2 separate regions of the Zea mays genome follow, and region 2 is linked to region 1. Evidence: chromatin contacts called from public Hi-C data. All regions are on one chromosome and are shown on one strand. Each heading gives the region's core, a stretch centred on a gene start, on an enhancer-like site or on the middle of the called end of the contact. The rest is flanking DNA. Distances are from core to core; before and after follow the strand shown. Region 1 holds the start of LOC542009 (OCL4 protein). Region 2 holds the start of LOC100277622.

Region 1 (6,319 bases), core at 2,852-5,351:
AAGAGAAATGCAATTCTTTGGGTGTGATCCATTTGCAATATGTGCCACTTCGTGAAGTGAGCCCCCGCTTGACATAATCTCAAGCTGCAAAATTAAAACATCCATGAAGACACTACTAATCTCAAGCTTGTTGCAACAGAAACAAAGAACCAAAACGATGCGATGCATGTTTGAAATCGTAAATATAGGTAGTACCTGACAACGCTGTTGTTCATCGGCAAGAAGCTCGAAGACCTTCTGATGGTTGAAAGGAAGCCAGCTTGTAGAGACAGCGGTTAGAATGACACCGCTGGGCTGCCCCGGATCCGTGTTCTTGCGAGTAGTGACCCTGATCGTGTCCTCTGTAGTTTCTGAGAGTGAAGTCCAAGATTGGCTCCCAGAAGCACTGATGTTGGCAGAGAAACTAGTGATCATCCGCTGTGACAGCTTCATCATATTTGTTCTCGCCTCTGGTGTGCGGATCACTGGTAGTTACAAAGAAAAAGGTGAAAAAGAACATGATGGTTAGACTTTTTGAAGATGCTGGTGATGATGAGAAAATAAAAAGTGAATGAAGTAGTTATCATAGAGCAGATCAAATGTTCTAGTAAATGGTCCATATGCATATCTAGTTCATTCCAAAATGATCAAAAAAAACATATGGTAATAAGCATTCTAATATTCGTGCTTGCTTTTCTCCCTCTTAATAATGAAATAAATGTTCGTGTATGTTCATGAAAAAATGATTAAAAATCTGAAATTCTATTGAAATGAGTCCACCACAATGACAGTTTGCAGGCAGGATAGTGCAGACAGCAATGTCCACATCCGAGAATCGCGCGAACAAATTAATGGCATGACCTATGATTTTGGACAAACAAGCTAGCTAGCTTTTTTAACTACAGTGTACAGCTATCCAGCAGCAAACATGTATATATAGCAAACATTATATACGCTTGCTGTAACAGGTAGTAGAGCATACCTCCCAGGTCGGCGATGTTGCGGGCGAGCTCACTGGCAAGGCGCTCGCATTGGCGCTGGAGCAGGGATACCCAGCGCGTGGCGCCGAAGGCAGAGCCGCTGGCGACGTAGTCCTTGAACACCTGGTGCAGTGGCTTCTCCTCTCCAACAATCTCCGTGTGCTCCACCCACACCACCTGCATGCAGATAAATAACGTGTCAACCCCAGTGACCAGTGCTGGCTGAGTAGGCATCACCAAAGAACCCTATGCTCACGCACAAATAAAACAGCACAAGTGAATTGAAAAGCTCACGCTAGAGTAGCCATTGGGCATGTCCTGGATGATGCAACCGGAGGGGCGCCTACAGCACCTTACAACAGATGGGGTTTGCAGTGCCTCCAGCTGGAACCCCTCGGCCGGGAAGTCGACGAGGGACCAGGTCCCCTCGTCGCCGTTGTGCACGCAGTACCTGAAGAACACCACCTCTCGCGCAGGCACCAAAGGAGACGGGAACTGCAACTCCGCTTGCATCTGTTCATTCGTTCATTTGCAAAACAGATCGATCAATCTTCTCAGTTTGATGTAACTTTCAGATTGAAAATAAACAAGAGATGATCTAGCTAGTTACCAAGAGGAGAGATCCACTGCCCATATGACCAGATGCAGCTCCATGGTTTATGATCTGAATGGTTCTTGCCTTGGATACGATCGAAGGGAACAGCTCCATCCACTTGTTCTGCCAAATCAGAAGTTATAGTAGTTAGGAAAAAAGTTTATTCCTTTGAATCAGCACAACAAAATCAGTAGGTTTTGCCAAATCTATACTCCCGTGTTATTCTTCTTCCATCAGCTCGGGTATTAAAAGGGAACAGGGAACTCACAGCGTCCAGGAAGGCATCCACCAGCGTGATGCTGTTCATGATAACCACGGTGCCGTCCCTTGATCCCTCGGTCCTGGCCGCGGCGCCGCCAGGGGAGGCACTGCTATCCTGCTGGCCGCCGTTGACAGGCCAGCTGAACATCCGGGCGTGCTCGTCGGCTACCATGACCTCGGAGCTCGCGCCACGGCGCCGCAGCCAGAGCGACTCGCCCGCGCGGCACATCTTGGCGAGGGTGTCTGCGGCCGCGGCGGCGAGGTCGAGCACCAGCTGCCTGTCCTGCTCCTGGACAGGCGCCATGGCGCCCATGAACGACGGCGTGGAGGCGTGGTGCTCGGCGCCCCCGGTGATCTGCTGCGACGGCGGCCCGAGGACGGACTGGATGAGGTCGCCGCAACCCATGACTGGGGACTGGTCGGTGAAATGGCGAGAGTAGACATTCATGTCGAGGTCGAGCGGCGGCATGAGCACCGGCGGCGGCGCCGATAAGCAGACCAGCGCGGACGACGACATGCTCGGCTGTCGGCCGCCGCCGTACCGGGTCGCGATGCACGCCAAGCGGTCGAGCTGGATGGATGAAGAGTGTTAGCCCAGGATTCTTTCATGCAGTGCAGTGTGGCGCTTAGGGTTTAAGCAGCGAGCTAAGTAGGTAGGGACTAGGGAGGGAGCGGCCGAGGCGGCACCAACCTCGTCCTTGAGCCTAGCGTTTTCGATGCGGAGCTGCTGCTCCTCGTACGACATCTCGCCGAGGACGGCGGCGTGGCCGCAGTTGGGGCAGACTACGTTGCGGATGGCGGCCTGCAGACGGTAGTTGTCGCTCTTGAGGCTCTCGTTCTCGGCGCGGAGGAGGACGTTGTCGGCGCGGTCCTGCTGCGCCTTCATCTGGGTGCGCCGGTTCTGGAACCAGAACTTGACCTGGCGGGGTTTGAGCCCCAGCTCCTGGCTCAGCTTCAGCCGCTGCTTGTCGTCCGGGTGCGGGCACTCCTTGAACAGCCTGTGCGTATGTCGTCCGTGCAATGCCGGCCATTGCCATTGCCATGCATGCATCCGTAAGAGATTATAATATATCGGAGAAGAAGATTATTATTATATATGAAAAGGCAAGCGTATATATGTGTGTGTCTTACGCTTCCATCTGCTGGATCTGGTGTGCCGTGTGGCGGTGGTACCGTTTCTTCTTGCCGTTGGCGGTGGCCAGCTGCTGCTGCTGTCCGGCGGCATCCGCCGTCGTCTGGAGCTCGAGGCCGCTGTGCTGCGGCTTCTGCTCCGGCCGGTCGTCGTCCACGTCGGCGAAGCTGAGCAGGCCGTCCAGGTGGCCGCTCCCGGAGCCGCCGCTGAGCTCCATCTCCATCTCCAGCTGATCCATGTCCTCGTCCTTGGCCACCTGGAGCGCACCCATGATGCCGCCCTCCTCCTTCTGCATATATACACAGGCACACGGGCGGGCCATACCATTTGAGACTCAAAACCCCGCGCTACAAAAGCTAGCGTTAAGGCGACGGAGTGCTCTACTTACTGGTACGAGGGAGGCGGCGGTGGTGGAGAAATGGTGGAATGGCATGGCGGCGGCGGCGGAGGAGGAGGACATGAACCCGGCGAGGGCGCCTGGGTTGGGGATGAAGAGCGTGTCCGCCGACGAGGAGGCCCCGGCCACCGCGGCCATCGAGGATAGGACCTGGCAGTCCCCAAACATACTTCTTCCTCCCTTCCTCGACCGGCCGGCGCGGCAGATCAACCGAGAGGAAAAAAATAAATGGAAGAACCCCTTCTCTCTTACTCCCGTCCCTGGCTGGCTCGCCTGATGACTGTGTTCCTCCGAATAGAAGCAAGCGGTTAAAATCCACGGCGAAGCATGGCAGGGCGAGTACAGGATGAGAGGAAGAGGATTTAGCGAGAGGTGTAGGAAAGGGAAAAGTTTGGAGGAAGCGGAGAGAATCGGAGAGGAGGAGGGGAGCGATGGAAGTGAAAGGGCGAGAAATGGGGGCGAGACAAGGGCGGGGGGAGTAAATACCCTGTCGGTTGTTCTGTGCCTCGGCGTACCCCGTGCTGGCCTGCTTCCTCCCTCTCCCTCGATTCGTCGGCCTTGCTTTGCTTGTTTGTTTAGTAGAGTACTCTACTAAACTCGGCTCCTCACCTACGCGCTGGACGCGGCGCAAGGTTGAAGACGGAGAAGAGGTCGGCCGCCTTCTCCTTCTCCTTCTCCTCCGTTTGCCCTGTGCTCTCGTCTTCCTCACAGCAGCAGCAGCAGCGACGGACACGGCCAGCCGGCGCTGTTACTTGTTGTCCACTGTGTCTGTGTGATGTGACGCCTCCGCTTTGACTTGTTATTCTGGCTTTCCTTCCGCGTGACTCGACCTGCGGCTGCGACGCGCTCGGCTGACTTCACGGACCCACGCGCGCTGGACCGTCACGGAGCCCACGTGGCAGCGACGGTGCTCTTCCCCTCCAGCGCGTGGACGCCCTGCGCTGCGCAGCCAGGAGACGCGCGCGGGGCCCGCGTGTCATACTCACGCACCCGTAGAGGCTGCGCAGAGCCGGAAAAGCCCAGAACGTATCGTGGGCGGGCGGTACAAATAAATGCGGTAATTAGGGGGCCAGATTACAGCGCGCGCGGGGGTGAAGGTGAACGACAGGCGGTAGTAAATGCATGCGTTGCGCGCAATAACTGCGCGGCACAGTAACGGGCGGGCCTGCGCCAGTGAAACCCGGGCGCGAGCACCGCCGCGTGCCCGTCACCGGCGACCGGCTCCGATCCCCCGCGCCGTTTCGCTTGCGTTGCGTTTGTGTCGCTGTCGCGTGCTTGACCAGAGTCTGACGAAGGCGTCAACAGAAGTCAACAGCTCACTCCGGCCTGTCGTCTGCCGGTCTTCTCCGATCCCTGCCTGAGGCATGCGCGCCTTCCTTTCATTCCCGCCGTGGCGCCATCCTAGGATGGGCCCGTCCGTCCGATCTGGCCGGCGCGCGATATCGGGCCCGCCGCGTGGCGAAACCGCGTTACAGCAAGGCGGCGGACATGCATGTGAGATGATGAGAGTGGTCTGCGCCAGGCTAGCTGTGGTGCAACGCTAGGCCTGTCCGTGCCCGGCCCCCGCCGGCCCGCCCCACCCGGCCCCGGAACCGGACCCGGCACCGAGTAGTACGAGTACGCATCGTCCATGCCGTGCGTGCATGCATGTGTTGCGTGCCACCAGAGGAGGAAACGAAGGCGGGAGCGTGCCTCGTGCGTACGTGTGCCACGCAGATTTTGCACAGTAATTGCACCAGGGGAGGACGAGGGTGCCGTACTGCTGCTGCCTAGCCTAGTAGCCTAGTCGGCTGCTAAGCAACCAATGCACGAGATCACACCAAATCTTCTCTTCTATTCCCTGCTTTCACTACGCACCAACCGAGATCACCGCTGATATCGACCAGTATTGCATGCCTTTTTCAAAAAGTGTATACTAGCAGCTCAAGAGTGCTAAGAAGGTAGTATTTGGTTTTGTAGCCTCAATTTATTCTATTTTAGTATCTAAATTGTCAAATACGAAAAACGAATTTTTTATAGACTAAAATAGATGGACTAAAAATTAGTCCCTAAAAACCAAACAAGCCCTAAAATCCATACTTTTCACACTTGTAAGAGCATCTCCAACAATGCCTCAAACTGGTGCCTCAAATTGAAATATGTGGCTCTACGCAGAAAAAAATACTCCAACAATGCCTCATTTTACAAACTTTGGTCAACAAATTATAGGGCATCATCTCAAGTGCCTCAAATATACTACACCGTAATGGGCTACCCTATAATCTAGATTTGAGACTTTACTGTTAGAGCGGGATGTTTTGTTGGTGTTCTAAATTCCATAAAATATACTCATTTTTAAATTATAGGGAACTTTTATTAGTCACATTGTTGAATATGCTCTAAAGGCTCTATCGGGTACCCAGGAACGTGGTACCCAAGGCCAGGCCTATAAACCTCTCTCTGGCCTATCTACCGACCAAGTCCTCGCCAAGCGAGTCTGCGAGGCGGGGCGAACGACTAGGTCCCCGTCGATCCAGTCTGCGAGGCGGGATGAACGACCACGCCCCATGTCGCTGCAAGGCGGGGCGAACGACCAGGCCCCCGTCGAGCCAGTCTACAAGGCGAGGCGAATGACCAAGTCCCCGCCAAGCAAGTCTGTGAGGCGGGGTGAACGACCAAACCCCTGTTGAGCGAGTCCGCGAGGTGGGGCAAACGACCAGGACCCAGTCGAGCCAGTCTGTGAGGCGGGTTGAACGACCAAGCCCCTGCCGAGTAAGTTTGCGAGGCGGGGCGAATGACCAAACCCCTGTCGAGCGAGTCCGTGAGGTGGGGTGAATGACCAAGTGCCCGCCAAGCGGATCCACAAGGAGGGGCCTCAATTCCAGAGTCTCTATAGTTACCCGCATACCCGAAAGAACACAACAGGTACACCATACCGGGGTGTATGGCTACGCACGCAAGGGGTGACGTAGGCCCGTGACGATAGGCAAAACCGT
Region 2 (6,319 bases), core at 2,465-4,964, 830 kb after region 1:
TATTCCTTGTGACTTCTACATTATGGCAGATGGTAGAATCTCTATGGACTCTGTACAAAATGTATGCAAGTTTGTTTGGGTCTTGATTTTTATGGATGTTCCTGTGTAAATTCATGTATTTTGTTTTGTTTGATTTATTTCTTTAGAAGTTGGAGCTCTTGCATGTTTGTCCTTACCAGTTTGTACTATCAGTTTGAAGGTAATGTCCTTTCGTGGATTATTGAAATTTTTATTGAGTTCAATTGTCTGTTGTCTAAAACTCTAGATAGCAGCTATGCAAAAAAAAACAACTTTGATTGTGAGCAACCTTTTTGTTTGAACTGCCATAGAGTTTAGTGAAACCTAACACTATCATTGAGGTAGCTTTTTCATGAGCAGCTAGGTAAAGTAGCAAATATCTTATGGAATAACTGATCATTACGCACACACACGTTGACTCAAACAGTCAAACCCTTCATACGATATACCTTGTAAACTTTTAATGTTTTCCTCTAAGAATTGATTAGAGTTGTACACTCATTGGACCAGTTGCTCATTTGAAACTGCCAGTTATAACTTACAATCTTTGATACTTGCTTTTTATAAAACCTTCTATTCAATTCCATGTTTCCATTTAATTTTTCTCTAGAAATAATGTGTTCCTGTTTTGCTTCAAATCTTGTTATTGTAATTAAATATCTTTTCCGAAAGAAAATATATATCCTTATATTTTTTTTGCTTATGCAGTTAACTAGAACTTCCAGATTGCAAGTACGAGCTCTGGCATCTCATGCATGTTACCCCTGAAATGCTAAACAAACACCCCTCTGGATTTCTTGTCAATAACAGTTGCATATTTGGTATTGAGTTCATCAAAGTTGTCGCTACCAAAGCAAAAACAATGTTACAAATAGTGTTTGTCGGGAAGATGAAAGTCTTTGACAAGACCAATGTTTACACTCTGAAGAAATGACCCAACTTGCCAGAGTTTAAAATCGGTGGTACATAGTGATAATCTTTTCATCTTGCAATACTTGACATGTAAACAAAACATCGAGAAATTTGTATATGTAACTCAATTCTTTCTTAGATCTGTTGGGTTCAACTGTGCTGTACATTTCAAATCAAAGCTATGATGATTGGTTAAATGTTGTAGGTTGAGAACATGTAACCAATTGTAAATTCTTTGTTATATGATATATAGAAACCGTAGCAACGCACGGACATCAAACTAGTAGGAAACATGAGGGAGTAGGTAACGTGGACGACAGGCACGCGCACACATGAAGTAACTGTGCTGTGAGCCTGTGACTGCAGAAAAGCACAAAACAATCTATTCGTATTATTCTCACTGTCAATCATCATTCTAAAATTATCCACCGACACCTAGCATGATAGAAAAAAGTCTCACATCTTGAATTCTTGATGCATGGTCCATTACAATACTACAGTGAGACAAGATGGATCCTCAGCACCACCAAGGTATTTCTAAATGATTAAGGAGACTAATGTACGACTCCCTAGCCTTTAAAGTATTGCTTTGTTTTGTTTTGTTTGCTTCTTGTTTAGTGTTACCAACTGCTCGGCGATAAAGAGCATGTAACATAATAGATATAGAACCTGCACATTCTAATGCAAAGTCAAAGCACCAATTTGGCACTGTATGCATGCCAAACCCAAAAGGTAACCATAATATCTGACTAAAGACATTGTCATATGGGTAGTCAAACAAGAGCAACCAGTAGACCACAGAAACATTCGACTGCAATTATATGTGTGAATGTGTAATTACTTCAAACAAATTTATGTCATCAGTCAATGCCTCAAATGTGTGACTACTACATTACACAAAAAAAGGTGGTATGGCTGCTAACTTTTCAACTACTTTCACCACTACTCTCCCCATGATGGAAAATGCACACATGAAGTCAAATTCAAGCACAAGTCGAAGCATCATTCTTCAGTGTTAAACTGACAGGGAACACTTCTCTGGAAGAAATAACTGGTGCAAAGCCAGCATGGCCTCTATAAGAAAGCTGAATCGCAGACCCTACTGACTACTGTTACACCATTCACATCATCTTCACAGCTTTCCCATTGTTCATATGCATTCGTGTATGGCAGTGTGCATTTACATTTGACAAAAGAAAAGAAAAATAATAGGAAACACCAGGATTATCATACAGGCTGATCTATTAGTCAAGTGCCATGATTTCACTGCAGAACATATAAGATTTGCCGATAAAGCAAAACAATTTTGAGAAACAATGTACAAAGCACTACCAAAACCTTAAGACACTTCACATTCATAATTCATTGTAAAGTTCAAAATGGCTAACAGAAGATTTTGGTAACGAAATTCTTGTATATATGAACACTTGTCGTTGTTAAGGTACGTACAATGGAAGAGTAAGTCATTAAAAGGCGTACCCAGTGCCGTAGGCTTCCCGCACTGTGTAGGGCCTAGGAAAAGGTATCTTTAAGTACCAAGCCTTACCCGCATAACATGCAGAGGCTGGGGCCCGAATCCGGGACCTTCCGGTTACAGACGGTAGGCTAAGAGTAAGTAATTAAGATCACTAAATAATACAGTTTAATATGAGGCATGGGACAGTGCCATACAAAAAGACAGCTCAGAAAAAGAACATATCTATGTTCTAACATTTTTATGTTAAGATATGAATTTTAATTTGCAAGCTTTTCAACTTACAACCGAATTAAAGGTATTCTAATACCAGTGATCATAAGAACTAAAGACAACATAACTTTGTTCAATAATTATCGATGTATTTGCTGTCTCCAACTAAAGTGGCAATCATGCATATCTGTTCAGAAAGAAAAGGATGGATCATGAATGTAAGAAAAACTAGGCAGGTTGAGTTTGTAGAAGATAGGAAAGGCACAAGTCATAAACAATACCATGACATTGAAGTCACAATCACTTGAAAAATCCTTACATGTGTCTGAAATTGAATTAGCAGGAAGCAACCAGATTGATTTGAAACATGAACAAATCATCCTTGATGCTACAGCCTTCACTACCATCATGGAGTCATGGACCAGGCTTCTTGCAAGCACAAGCATGTACACCCTAGAAGTTCCTTGTTTTCTTGGATGCTTGCCCCAACTCTGAGAGCTTCCCGTTTTGCTTGGGCAGGTAAGCACCTGATAAACACATGCCCCCCAATGGGGTACAAATAAAATCGGTCGCAATCGTATAAGGAATGTACACAGCTCATTCATCAGGAACAGAAGCATTAAACTCAGGCCATATAGACAGATTTAAAAAAAACTGATCAGAAAACCATCTGTTGCTATTTTTGTGTTCCCCTTCTTACCAGGCCTGGAGACGAGGTTGATGCGGGACCGCGGTGCGGCGAACATCCAGTTGTCTTCGTCGAGAGACCTCACCTCCCTCTGCAGCGCCTCCATCACCTCAGACTTGAGTTCTGCAAGGCCAACCAATCGGTCAGTCACTCTGACTCTCTGAGGCATTCACCTGGCACCGCTTGCAAAAGGGAGAGAGAGATAGAGGGGCGTATCACCAGCCAGGGCCTCGTCCTTGCGGTAGAGCGCGTCGATGGAATCAGCGACGTCTTCGGCGGCCGAGATGGTCGACCTCGCCGGCGAGCTCATCGCGCCGGCTCTTCTCGGATCTGCCCTCTCCACGTGGCTGAACTGGCGTTTCCGCCTGCAGAGTGCAGACTTCGGGAAACAGTGAGTCGGCGACAGAAGCTTGTCTCTTGGCCCACCTACGCTTCATTCTGTTGGGCCGACTAACAGCCCACAGGCCTGGTTCGCATAATTAACTCATCGACCCATCAGCTCCGTCTCCCATCCGACCGAGCGGACCACACCAATCCCACACCCCCACCCCCACCCCCACCCAATCGGAAGACCGTGCGGCCGCCGGCCGCGATCGGAGAAGATGGTGCGCAAGGCAAAGGTTGAGTTCGATGAGCAGCCACCGGATAACTTCGACCCGAAGAACCCATATGCGGACCCGGTGGCTATGCTGGAGTACCGGGAACACCTGGTGCGGGAGAAGTGGATCCAGATCGAGACCGCCAAGATCATCCGGGAGCGCCTCCGCTGGTGCTACCGCATCGAGGGGATCAACCACCACCAGAAGTGCCGCCACCTCGTGGACCAGTACCTAGAGGCTACACGCGGCGTGGGTTGGGGCAAAGATGCCCGACCGCCCGAGTTACACGGTCCGAATCCCTTCATGCCTCGTCTTACCCTTTGATCGGCATGATCGATAGGTCTATATGGCTGCTTCTTCTCTGGTTCGCAGAGCCCAAGAAGATCATCGAGGCGGAGTAGCTGCTGCCTCGGCTTCTCGTGCTGCTGTTCCTGGATTGGAGGGGTGAGGCCTGCTGAAACTAAGCACATTCTTTCCTTTCTATGTATGTTGTGTGGTAATCAGTCTGAGTGGTGGAAACCGAAATGCATTAGAACAACTCCAATCATGAGTTCTATAATTGGGCCTTATATTTTGATTTAGCTACTGCTACTCAAGTCAATTTGTTTAGGCCCAAATTGAAGGATAGACTCCAAACAGTGAGCCTTAAACCGTGTGTAGGTTGCAACTGCTGCAGGATTTCGGTCATTTGACGCCATCCGTCGCCCGTCGTCGCTACTCCCATGCCCGGCTTGTTCTTTTCCTTTTCCTGTCCTGAACTAGCCTCAATATACTGGAGACCAAGAGCCGACAGGGAATGTCTGGATCGTGCAGGAACCTTGAGAGAGATGGCTGATGCTGCAGACCTAGACGACCGATGATGCATTATGACCTACCACATTGCTCTCCTCATCGGAGTGTGCTTGCAACTGTATTACTGATTTGATGCAGGTTACTATTGTTGTAACATTGGCTGCATCCTTTGCGATCTCCTTTTTCCCCCCTCATCACATATGTGTACAGTGGCCTGTTCAATGCTTCATAGAAGCATATAGGCTGATGTCTTTTTCATCACTGTGCAACTTGCCACCAATATTCCATCTCTGTCGAGTCCAACACAGATAGAATTGTACTGTCTTTTTTCAAAGAGGTGCAGAGATCAGGCACACCAAAGCAGCAGCAGCATCCTATTGAAGACCAGGATTTTGAAGAATCTATAACTAATCAAGAAGCAGACCATTATGATTGTTGGTACGAGAGCAGGAGATCAGGTGGCACGACAAAAAGTAGGCTGAGAGCGCAAATGTATTGTTAAGTAACCAGGTGACATTGTGCTGCATAACAAATGAATGAAGTCAAATGAACTGAATAATTGTATATGAAGTCCAATGAACTGAATAATTGTATGAGCTAAACAATTGCATAACAAATGAATTGCTCACAGATTCAGAGTTTCAGAATATTAAGCACTAGGCTTTAACCAATGATAGAATTATGCTCAGCATGGGCTTTAACCAATTCACATTGCAAACCTACTCAGTGAACAGCAGAGTTTCAGTTTTTGCAAACCTATTGAATTGCAAACATATAAAATACTTTGTATAGATTTTTAGGGAAGTGATGTTCCATAGATTTTTATCTTGGTAGTGCAATATGAAAGCAGTTCTACTACTGCTATTTTCCTTACTAGTATTGCAAACATCGTACATGTGTGAGAGGGAATTTTATGACAGTGGAGAATACATGTTTTTGTCTTCATGTTTCTAGGGAGGTATCAGCTACCATGTCTTGGACCCGAGACCGAGACTCATCCAGTTCAAGGAGCTCCCGCGCTCACCAGTGTAGGATCCCCTGGCCTGGCAGCCCCTGGCTTTCCCTCTCTGAATGATGCCACGTAGCAGATCAGGAAAGGAGCAAGAAGACGGACCAGAGGAGGCGGAGGGATGGAGAGGGATCGGGGCCTTCGACGGCACATATGGGAACGAGTACGAGATGGGAACGGGACTGTCGAGTGGTGGCGGATCGGGAGCAGATGTTGGCGGCGGAGAAGAAGCCTGAAATATTCGTGGAGGTTGAGAAGAGCGCAAACGGTATAGGGCCACGCTTCTCTGTGTCTCAAATATCCTACCCTTCAAGTTGGGCCCCAAAACGTTTAGACAAATTTTATTGAAATGGGGCTCCTGTTGGAGCTCTCCTTTTTTGTTTAGGCCCTATATTTTAATTTGTTTCTATGTTTAAGGCTCCTATTGGAGTTGCTTTACAAAGCCATTTGTGATGCTGGTAATTCATTGCAATCACTTTGGGGCCAGTAGTCACTTGGGAGGGGTTAACCGGAAGTAGAGAATAGAATATAATAGATTGAATGCTAAACTGGCAACGATTTCCATTTAAGTATTTGGAAGGATTTTCTCTTGTTGGGCATGAATCCTCATGTCC

What was found. Hi-C and Micro-C count contacts between places; a contact is called where the count stands out from the background.
Region 2: a Hi-C map of ear shows a contact between it and region 1, with 2.3 times the contacts expected there. The contact joins the promoter of LOC100277622 here to the promoter of LOC542009 in region 1. A contact is called at or near these places in 2 of 25 Hi-C or Micro-C datasets (bundle sheath and ear).

What each region holds. Positions count from the first base shown.
Region 1 is chr1:102,373,486-102,379,804 of Zm-B73-REFERENCE-NAM-5.0, forward strand. It overlaps LOC542009 (OCL4 protein), which reads right to left and starts at 4,102. Exons shown (of 11, transcript NM_001350876.1): 1 at 3,831-4,102; 2 at 3,336-3,624; 3 at 2,947-3,236; 4 at 2,507-2,813; 5 at 1,823-2,386; 6 at 1,570-1,677; 7 at 1,254-1,472; 8 at 962-1,136; 9 at 196-464; 10 at 1-84. The coding sequence starts at 3,512.
Region 2 is chr1:103,207,103-103,213,421 of Zm-B73-REFERENCE-NAM-5.0, forward strand. LOC100277622 reads right to left here and starts at 3,715. Exons shown (of 3, transcript NM_001151134.2): 1 at 3,525-3,715; 2 at 3,318-3,428; 3 at 2,810-3,144. The coding sequence starts at 3,615. The coding sequence ends at 3,071. It overlaps LOC100276847 (NADH dehydrogenase [ubiquinone] 1 beta subcomplex subunit 10-A), which reads left to right and starts at 3,825. Exons shown (of 2, transcript NM_001416002.1): 1 at 3,825-4,193; 2 at 5,651-5,909. The coding sequence starts at 3,908. The coding sequence ends at 5,781.